Regions from separate parts of the Mus musculus genome. Here regions 1 and 2 are each linked to region 3. Evidence: chromatin contacts called from public HiChIP or PLAC-seq and promoter capture Hi-C data. All regions are on one chromosome and are shown on one strand. Each heading gives the region's core, a stretch centred on a gene start, on an enhancer-like site or on the middle of the called end of the contact. The rest is flanking DNA. Distances are from core to core; before and after follow the strand shown.

Region 1 (3,165 bases), core at 86-2,585, 430 kb before region 3:
GCTGCCTATCCTGTACTCCTCCCACATATATAACCAATGTAATTAGGTTAATAGACCTACACACTCAAGCTGACAACAGATGACTAGGCTAATTGCCCTTCCTTAACAGGTCAAACTGTATTCTGAGAAACGGTGCCAGGCACAAGACAGCAGGGCTCCTTAGATCACACATCTGGCACCAACTGGGCTGACCCAGGCCCTGGTTCCTTCCATGCAGCCCTTCATGGATGCTACAGTAGTATGGGCAATTTAGCAGGTCCTATCTCAAAATATTAGGGGTGACAGTATAACTCAGTGGGAGAATACCAGCTATGCCCTACACTTAATATCCAGCAGACACAGACACACACACACACAGAGAGAGAGAGAGAGAGAGAGAGAGAGAGAGAGAGAGAGAGAGAGATCTGAGCCTGGCTCTCTTTATTGGCCACTGTAGAAGTAGAAAACCAGACTGTTTAAGATCAAACAGGAGGGTCAGGTAGGGCCAGAACTCTTTTCTCCAGGGTTGCCCACCAGGGCTCCTCCAATGCCCTGCTCCCTGAGGGCTCCAACCCACCTGCTTGTGACTCTTCCAACTCAGAGCAATCCTTCTCACCTCTGGGTTGGCATCACTCACTGAAAAGCTTTAGCAGACCCACAGCTAGCTCTGTTCTGATTTCAAGCAATGCCCATGGGCAACCAGGTGCTGCCTCACTGATCTGGAGGTGCAAGGCAAGCCTCAGGCAGAATGCCTGCCTTCCTTACCAGAGTCAGGAATCCAAATGGCCAGAGAGGGACTGTTCCAGGCAAGTGCATGAACACGGCTATTATCCAGAGAACGAGAAGGACCCAGAAAATTAGAACAGACTGCCAGAGTTAGTTTAAGGCCAAGTAGAGCAATTCAGTCCAAAGCTGAGAGGAGCCAGTTTGAATCAGTCAGCTTAGACAGGAGTTTGGGCCAAAACAACTGAGCTGAATCAGCCAGCCAAGAGTTCAGAAAGAGCTAGAAAGGGTAAGTTTATTCCAGCAGTAAGCCTCCAAGACAACAATCACGTCTGATGAATAAAAGTTACATTTACGTTTGGGATGGGGACTTTAGCAAAAAATTAATTTTAGAAGATTATGGAATCAGGTGATAGAGAGAAGAAGAGAGGAAAAGGGGTAGAAAGGGAAGCATGGAGTGCCTGCAGACGGTTAAAAGATTCATGAGGAGCACGCTGGGGCAGGGTTAGCAAGGAGGAAGGAGATGCATTCTTAGAGGAGGTTTTGCCTCTCTCTGAATCTAGGGACCAGGAAAGAGAGCGCTTCTAGCCCATGGGGCAGAGCGGCTGCTCTACAAGGGAACAGCAGTGTTGTATCAGCTCCTGCAAATGCCCTCAGGCCTGCTCACTAAGGTGGGATGACTAAGAAGGGTCTTCAGGGCCTGCAGTGTGTGTGTGTGTGTGTGTGTGTGTGTGTGTGTGTGTGTGTGTGTGTGTGTGTGTGTGTACGAGTCACCCCTGTGAGACTCCCCCAGTGCAGCTCACTCTGTGTGTGTGTGTGTGTGTGTGTGTGTGTATGTGTGAACGAGTCACCCCTGTGAGACTCCCCCAGTGCAGCTCACTCTGTGTGTGTGTGTGTGTGTGTGTGTGTGTGTATGTGTGAACGAGTCACCCCTGTGAGACTCCCCCAGTGCAGCTCACTCTGTGTGTGTGTGTGTGTGTGTGTGTGTGTGTGTGTATGTGTGAACGAGTCACCCCTGTGAGACTCCCCCAGTGCAGCTCACTCAACAGGGCTCAGCACCTGGACAAGCTCAATAAACTCAACCTGGGTTTTACAGGTCATTCCGCCTCCAGTCTGAATTTTCAGTAATATTTTTATAAACATGCCGTGAAGTACGTGGACTAACCCATCGGTCTCTGGCTCTTCCTGGAATGCCAAGGTAGAAATGGGGGCATTTGTATTGGTCCCTCAATTGACAGTGAACTGTCAGAGCCTCAGTGGTTGGTCAGCTTAGCCTACCACAGAGAGTAAGGGACTTCAGCTTTCAGCAAGGCCCACTGGGGAAGGCATGTCAGACACTGAGGAAACCAGACTGGATTCTCAGATCAACATCACTCATTTGAAGACTGAAAGTAGGGTGCAGAAAAACCTCAAGCCAACTTCAAGAGGGTCATGCTGGGACCCAGGTGGGGTAGCTCAGTGGTAAAATACATGCCCATCATGTGCAAGGTCATGGGTTCCATTCCCAGCACTGCAAACAAGAAAGAGGGAAACACAAGAGACAGAGACAGACAGACAGAGAGAGAGAGAGAGAGAGAGAGACTTTTGCAAGGTCCACTCAAGTCCCCTGAGGGGAGAAGACCTTTGGAAAGCTACAGTAAGCAGTGGAGGAGACCAAACCAAGTCATGATGGGGCCAGCACCACAATCAAATGACCTGCGCTGTCACTCGGGGTCACCCATACTGAAACTCTATCCTTTCTCAACAGAACTGAACTTGCATTGTGCACTGGGTCCCCCAGATCAGCATCTGAACCTGGGCTCTGCGCTGCAAGGACAGCTTTCTTGCCCGACAGGCAGCACACATCCCCCTCCCTCCTTGAAGTGAGCACACAGCTAGCCAGGGGAGGAGCACACCACTCTTAGATCATGGGGTCTCAACACGGGGACTGCCACTGTGGCAGAGCTAGCCATTGCCTCTCTCCTGAAAGTGGGGCTCAGGCTCTGGGGACGGAGGCTGTCAAAGCCTCTGGAGTAACAGGCAGCAAGTGCCACCAGTCAGCCGGAACTGGGAACAACACCCCCGGACCTAGGTAACAAAAGCCAGTTCTGTGAGTTCAATGATCAGTATCAGTAAAACCGCTCAACGGGAACAAAGCAAACACGGTAATCATTTAAGGCTCAACCTCCGCCCTTAACCCCTAAAACTCAGAAAGGGCCAATTCAAGGATGAGGAGAGAGGGCCTTGGGATGCAGCTCTGTGGGAATTTGCTTAGCATGCACGAGTCCTGGGTTCTCCTCCAAGCACCAAAAACAGGAAAGAGGGATGCAGAATTCTCCACCAGCAGCTGGCACATGCAATCACACTGGACAAACTGGAGAGGTGTGTTTTGCCCAAGGGGGGACCTCTAGTCAAGTACCATTCCACCTGCAGACGCAACCACATACAAACTGGATATAAATCCTGGCCCTTAGGAGGTCAGAT
Region 2 (3,231 bases), core at 546-3,045, 280 kb before region 3:
AAAGAACAGTCCAGGTGTGAGAGGATGTAAAGATGCCAGAAGCCAATGGCAGGTGGATCTAAAAACAATATATAAGTCTTTACATTTTGGGCACCTGTTATCTGATGTGCCTCCTCACTGAGGGTAGGAGGTTCCCACACAGCATGAGGTGACCTGCCTTGACTCTGAGCCCCCAGCCTAGAGTGCTCCACCCACAGCATCAGACTCCAGGGGAATGGGCACCCCAGCAATGTGTGAGCACCTGGTGAGACAGCCTGTCCCTTGCCTTGCTCCAAGTGTGACCCACAGGTGGCAGAATGGCTTTTTAAAAAACCAACCAGAATAGCACAGGAATTCTAGTTGAGTATGTACTGTGTCTCCGTCATGGGCTTCTGTGACTGCCATCTCTGATGTGACCTCAGGTCCCTCCAGATCGGTGGCTGGGTCTCTTCAGCCTAGCAAGAAGCGGTTATCACTCTGTCTAGTACAGACCCAGGTTCCAAAGCCACCTCTGAAGCTGACCAGCCTGTGACTCCACCTGGCTGACCTTAGGAATGATCCAGTAAAAGCCACCCAGGGGCTTGTTAGTAGAAGGGGCTGTCTGTCTCCCCAGTGGTCCTTAGGTCTCAGGTTGGTCCAATCCCTTCCAGGGGAAGAGACAACTCTATTAGGATAACTGCCGGAGGAAGGGCTGTGGGGGTGTCAGAACAGAGATGGGGTGTCAGCTGGGCTGTGCTAAATCTGACCTACAGCCAACTTGCTTCTTCTCTGAACTACCCTCCCCCAACACACACACACACACACACACACACACACACAGAGAGAGAGAGAGAGAGAGAGAGAGAGAGAGAGAGAGAGAGAGAGAGAGAGAGCCTCTGCTTAAGGATGCTGCGAATGCCGAATGCCCAGTTTTATGCCCAAACACTTCTGAAGACTTGGGACACAGTGGGGGTGAGGGGCGGGGCAGACAGGCTGACAGGGCCCATGCAGTCTCCCACCACTGCCTGTCACCGGGTCATTTCTCCTGTACTGAGGTTAAACTTCTTGTGTAAAATCGGGGTGTCTTTTCTTAGGAGGACGATTCTTTGCAGACAGGCAGTGACAGCCTCGGCGCGCTGACATGTTCCACCATCACTAGGTATTTTCAGCGAGGCGTGGCGTCCCCCGGCCTCCGCACGCCCGCCCCACGCCCCTCGCCCACCGCCTTTCTCGGGTCTAGGAAATTCTAGGGCGCTTTTAACTAGGGGGCGATGCGCCCCACAGCAATGGCTCAGATGGGGCTGGGAGGGCCCCCAACAGAACGGACACCCGAACGGGGCGCAGCCGGGCGCGCGTGGGAACGCCGCCAAGAACTAGCACGTGTGCCGGGGGCGCCTGTGGACTGTACGCGGAGACCCGGGACACCCGCGCCCTGCAACCCCCCTGAAGGGTTCCGGCCGGGGGAAGCCCCGATACCTCCCTCCGGCTCGCTCATTAGCGACCTCCGGCTGGAACAAAGGCGTGGGGCGCACGGCCAAGGCCAGGAAAACCAGGAGGGGTCCGCACATCCCTGCAGGGGTGCGGCTCCGGGGCTCGGGCTCCGGCAACCAGGCTCTGGCTTGCACCCGGGCTCCGCGGCTGCGACGACCCGGGGAGGACCAGGCGCTCCGCGCCACTTCGGGGCGCGGCTCCGGGCGTACCTGGCAGGGTCCGGTGCACCGTGTTGCCCATCGCTACTCCGAGACTCGCGGCGCGGGGCTAGCTGGGCGGGCCGGGGGCCGCGGCCGGGCTGCGGGGCATTGCCGCTGCACCGGCGACCGGCGGGCGGCAGATGGGCGGCGCGGGCGGCGGCGGGAGGAGGCGGAGCCACCGGCCCGGGCGCGCCCGCCCCGCCCCCGCGCCCGCCACCAACCGTGCTTGGGCGGGGCTGGGGCCGCCGCCGCGTCTTTTGAAAGTTTGCACCGGTAGCGCGCTGGAGAGGCGGGGCTGGCCTCCTGCCCTCGTCGTTCCCGCGCGCACCGACCTTGCTCTTTTTGCCAATCGGGATGGGTCGCCGGGTGCCGAGTCCTTGTCCAGGCATTCGGCCACTTTGGGTGGTGCCTCGACTCAGGGACGACGCGCACACATGCAGGTCACGCCAGACAGTGTCAAGGGCTCCATGACAGTCCATCCAGGGTGAGATGGGGGTGGGGGGTAGGGATGGGGAACTTCTCCATCCCCTAGGCCGCATACCTAGGAGGAGAGACTTCAGTATGTAGTGGTTGTTTAGGGGGGGGGGCGGGACCCAGACTTGAGCTCACTGTGCCTTCTTCATTAAAGTACTGCCCACACCCTATGTACCAGGCCCTCTGCTGAGCCCCAGACGCAGTCCCTGCTCTCAAGGAAGAGAAAATTAGCAATCAAGATCACATAGTGGTCAAAACCAACAATAACATTGAAGTGTCAGATAGGGCCGGCTGAGGGTTTTTGAGAGAACGAGGTGGCATGTGAGGTGGGTAGTGTTGCCAGGAGGTACGAGGCGGCGGCGTTGGGGGGGGGGAGGGGGCTGAGAGGGGGAGGTGCATCCACTCCCACCGCATAAATCTTTTCTCAGAACCTTCCAGCCTTGGCTACTCTTCTATAAAAGGCCAGCTAGCCCATGCCACCCCTAGTCCAATTCACAGACTAACACACCAAGGTGGGGGAGGTGTAATGACTCTGTGAGGAGACCCAGTCCCTAACCATTACTTTCAGACTCCCATACTCAGTACTCTCGTCAGTTTAGGAAGCAGGGTTATTACCTCCACAGCACAGACAGGGTAAACCGAGGGTCAGTGGGTAGACGAGATGTCCAAACCTATCTCCCAGTGGCTGAGGGCAAGCTCCCTCTGAAACGGAGTAAAAAGAGGTGCTCAGAGGACCGCCTCCTGCCTTGGTTTCTCGTTGTCCTCAGACTCTCCTCTGTTGTTCCCCAGGAAGCCATGGCCAGACCTATTCTGTACTGAGTTTCTAATTCTCAATTACAAGTGCTCTCAGTTATTTAAAATTTCACCCCAAACTCTGGTGGGCAAAGGTACTTTAGCTGGGTAGGCCTTCACTCTGTATGACCCTGGGGTCCTTAGAGAGGTCGCCATTGCTATAAAAGGAGTTGAGGAATTTCACTTAGATAAAATGGCTCAGGGCAACAGGACTTTGTGGCGGCAGGGTGGGGAAGCTGCTGTTAAAAAGCCACTTTCAGAGCACTCCAGCAAGTGGCTGTGTTTCAGTCACCTCCCCAGATGTTCGCTGCAGCCA
Region 3 (3,126 bases), core at 47-2,546:
CTGAAAAATCAAACAAAATCTCTGTGCTCCCTATATTTTCTCGGCCCTGAAGTGGGCTCTAAAACTGAAACCAGCTAGTACTGCCTCTCTCAGGTAAAGTCAGACTCCATGTTCTCCAAAACGGACTGTGAGTAAAGGAACGCATTGGAGTAAAGGGGAGGAGTACACAGTTATTGCGAACTCTTTACAAGTTATCTTCAGATGAGCCGAAAAAAATCCTTATGCCCAACTAAAAATGCTCGCTCTGGGCTTTGGTTTTGGGTGAATTTGTTTTGTTTGGGGGGAGCATTATTAAGTAAGGCAATGAACACCAGGACAAGTGGTTATCTGGCAAGCCAAACCACACCAGAGAGTGCCCTCCTTGGATTGTTCTTACTCGTCCCTACTTTACTTTTTCATAGGGACTAGGGGATAGCGCAAAGGAAGACACACACACAGTCTAGCACCAGCAGCTTCTCAGCACCCACTCACCCATATCCTAAATGTGTCCCAGACCCATCAACAGTACACCACACTCGGCAGACACACACCCACCTGTACATCATTCTTAGAATCCTTGCTTTTCCTTAGTCCCTGGTCCTGTTCAAACAGGCCTTGCTTTCCCCATGCCCTACTATCGTCCTGTCCCTGGCACATCGCCCCCCCCACCCCCAAGCCCTTCTCCTCATATATACCTAGCATACCATGCAGTCCCCACGCCTCTACTCATACTGCGGAGCCTGCCACCTCTTCCGCTCAACGTCCCCTTGGATCTCAGGTCTCCCTACGCCGGGCACAACCTCGCACATCAGGGGCCGCGCTCCGGCACGCCTCCCGCCCGCAACCCGCGCGCCCCTCTCTTCCGGGTCCGCGTACGCCGGCCTAGCGCGGCCTACTCCCGCAGCCCCGGGCAGCAGGCCTCCGCGCCACAGGAGCGCGCCCGTCGGCTCCCACTACTCACCAGCGCGCGGCGGCTGTGGAGGCGCGGCCCGGGGCCTGGCTCCCGGCCCGGCGAGGCCCATGCGCTCAGCGGCGGCTCAGCGGGCGGGCCACGGCGGGGGCGCGGCCCTGGGGGGCCCCCATCGCGGCGGCGGCGGCGGCTCGGCGACCCGTGGCCCGGAGGCGGCGCAAGGCAGGCCGCAGAGCGCCGCCAAAACCGGCTGCTCACTCTCACCAGCCCTCTCTGGAACCAGGCTCCAGCCCGACCCCAGCAGGCTCCTGCGGCGGCGGCCGCAAGCGCTTCCCTGAGCCGGGAGCCTGAGCCCAGAGCCCTGAAGCCCAGGCCTGAGCGCCCCCGCCGGCGCCGCCCGGAAGTGCGGGGGCGGGGCCGTGGTGTGGGGCGGGACTGCTGCGGAGGCTGGGTCTCGTTGTAGAGGCAGAACCACGGTGTGGGGCGGAGCTTCTAACACGGGGCGGGTGGGAGTCCGAGGACAAGAAGAGTAAGGGGCAGAGTCTTGAGCGAAAGGCGGGACTGCGGCGTACTCAGGAGCCAAGCACTGTCTTGCGGTGGTGAAGGCGGGGCGTGAACTAGGAGTGCCGCTGAAAAGAAACGTAGCCGCGGAGGATGCCCAATGGGGCAACGACTACTGCTCGTCCCGAAAGGTGCCATGGGAAACAGCCCTGAGCGCGCTCAACAACCACAGCCATCACTGAACCCTAGGCCAGTACACTGAAGGCAGACCACTCATATCTGATCGCAGATGCTATTGAGAGAGTAGAGTTTCTGGGTAGCTGGTCGCCCTCCACACAAATACACACATAACACTTATAATGTCTGCAAGGCATCTCTTGCTAAGTCTGCAAGCGCAAAGAGTCAACTCCATTTTGCCCCACCACAGGAACATAGATGCACAACTCTCTACTTGGCAGGTCTCAACCCTCGGTCAGCCACATCCCAAGGAGAAATATGTGAACACAAGTAATTACTGCACTTAAGAATGTCATCTACCAGTCAAATCAGCCCCTGACACCTCTCAGGTAGTCCATTTTGCAGACAAAAAGTTGTGACCTAGGCTTAGTACGCACCCACCCAGACCTCACCTTGGCCAGAGGACTCCTGGTACCCATACCACCCTATACTGGCTGCATCTGCACTTGCCATCTACATGCTTTTATACTGCTGCTGCCAGTGCCACTGCCATGTTTTGTTCTGGACATTGTTCTCCCTCATTGCCTTGTCCCTTCTTCATGGCTCACAGGCAAAAGCAGTAGTACTGGCTTCAGACTCTAAACCCACAGCTGACTGGGGTGATCCTAACCCTGCCACCTGTCCCTTAAGAGGACTTAGCACAGTACCGAGGACCAGGATTGCTATGTATAGAGAAGGAACCACTTGAACTATAGCTACTAGGGTGACCAAGCCTGACAAATTCCCCTCCTAGACTCATCACTGAGCCTCAGGTCTGGGGCTGGGGTATAGATAGTGCCCCCCCCCTCAAATGCCAGGACAAGTTTCATGTTCACTTCTGTCCATCTAATGCAGCCTCAGGTCCTCCGGCCTCTGGGCACTGGAGACTCTCTAGCAGCCCCTGACCCAGACCATTCAGCCTCATACCATTAGAAGAAACAATCACGACCACTGAGTGAGCAGTAGATAGCCTTGGCCTTGGGCATCCTCCCCACTCCCAAACCCGGACCCCAATGCTTGCCTTGATTCTGTAGAGCTGCTGCTGCGGCCAGGCCAGGCTCTCGGGATCAAGTCCACGTCCATCCTCCTGCTGGCCCACGGTGGTAGGTATCCCCAAGCCCTGGGACCAGAGTAGGGCCCTCGGGCCTCCAGCTCCTCGGGACCCCTGCCCTGCAGGGACAGGAAGGGAATCAGGAAGCCTGGAGGAAATGCAACGGCCTGCTAAGGAGTGCTGGGGGGGGGGGGTGTGGTGGGGGAGAAATTATAAATAGGGGTAAAAGGATTAAATTATGAAGACCTTGAGGGAGTTTCTGCAATGAGAGGGTAAAGGACAGCACTTGAGAGCCTTGAAATGCCTTTGCTCCTCCCAGAATTGCCATTAGCAGCTTTAACTAAATTTTCATGGCATTTGCTCATGTTTCTTGCCAGGAATCAAGAGTTTTAAAAACCCAAACTCATGAGCAGAAATTCTTTTCCTCAATGTAGACATAGAAATATACTTTTGCAAAAAAGGTTTATTT

Evidence for each region. Promoter capture Hi-C pulls out the DNA fragments that hold promoters and counts their contacts. HiChIP or PLAC-seq counts read pairs in DNA pulled down with a chosen protein or histone mark.
Region 1: a contact with region 3 is called in a FOXA1 HiChIP or PLAC-seq map of pancreatic cancer cells. The contact joins the promoter of 1700049J03Rik here to the promoter of Axin1 in region 3. A contact is called at or near these places in 1 of 39 promoter capture datasets (pre-B cells), 2 of 115 datasets of contacts at active chromatin or transcription factors (memory CD8 T cells and pancreatic cancer cells) and 1 of 9 other capture datasets (liver).
Region 2: a contact with region 3 is called in a promoter capture Hi-C map of pre-B cells, with 2.7 times the contacts expected there. The contact joins the promoter of Neurl1b here to the promoter of Axin1 in region 3. A contact is called at or near these places in 1 of 39 promoter capture datasets (pre-B cells), 1 of 484 Hi-C or Micro-C datasets (CD8 T cells), 1 of 115 datasets of contacts at active chromatin or transcription factors (pancreatic cancer cells) and 1 of 9 other capture datasets (adipose tissue).

Annotation. Positions count from the first base shown.
Region 1 is chr17:26,564,241-26,567,405 of GRCm38.p6, reverse strand. It overlaps 1700049J03Rik (a long non-coding RNA gene), which reads left to right and starts at 1,335. Exons shown (of 4, transcript XR_001782188.2): 1 at 1,335-3,165. All of the region lies in intron 1 of Ergic1 (endoplasmic reticulum-golgi intermediate compartment (ERGIC) 1), which reads right to left.
Region 2 is chr17:26,413,423-26,416,653 of GRCm38.p6, reverse strand. It overlaps Neurl1b (neuralized E3 ubiquitin protein ligase 1B), which reads right to left and starts at 1,795. Exons shown (of 5, transcript NM_001081656.3): 1 at 1,659-1,795. The coding sequence starts at 1,689.
Region 3 is chr17:26,136,856-26,139,981 of GRCm38.p6, reverse strand. Axin1 (axin 1) reads right to left here and starts at 1,296. Exons shown (of 11, transcript NM_009733.2): 1 at 941-1,296. Gm46600 (a long non-coding RNA gene) reads left to right here and starts at 1,230. Exons shown (of 3, transcript XR_001782196.2): 1 at 1,230-1,581; 2 at 2,641-2,709.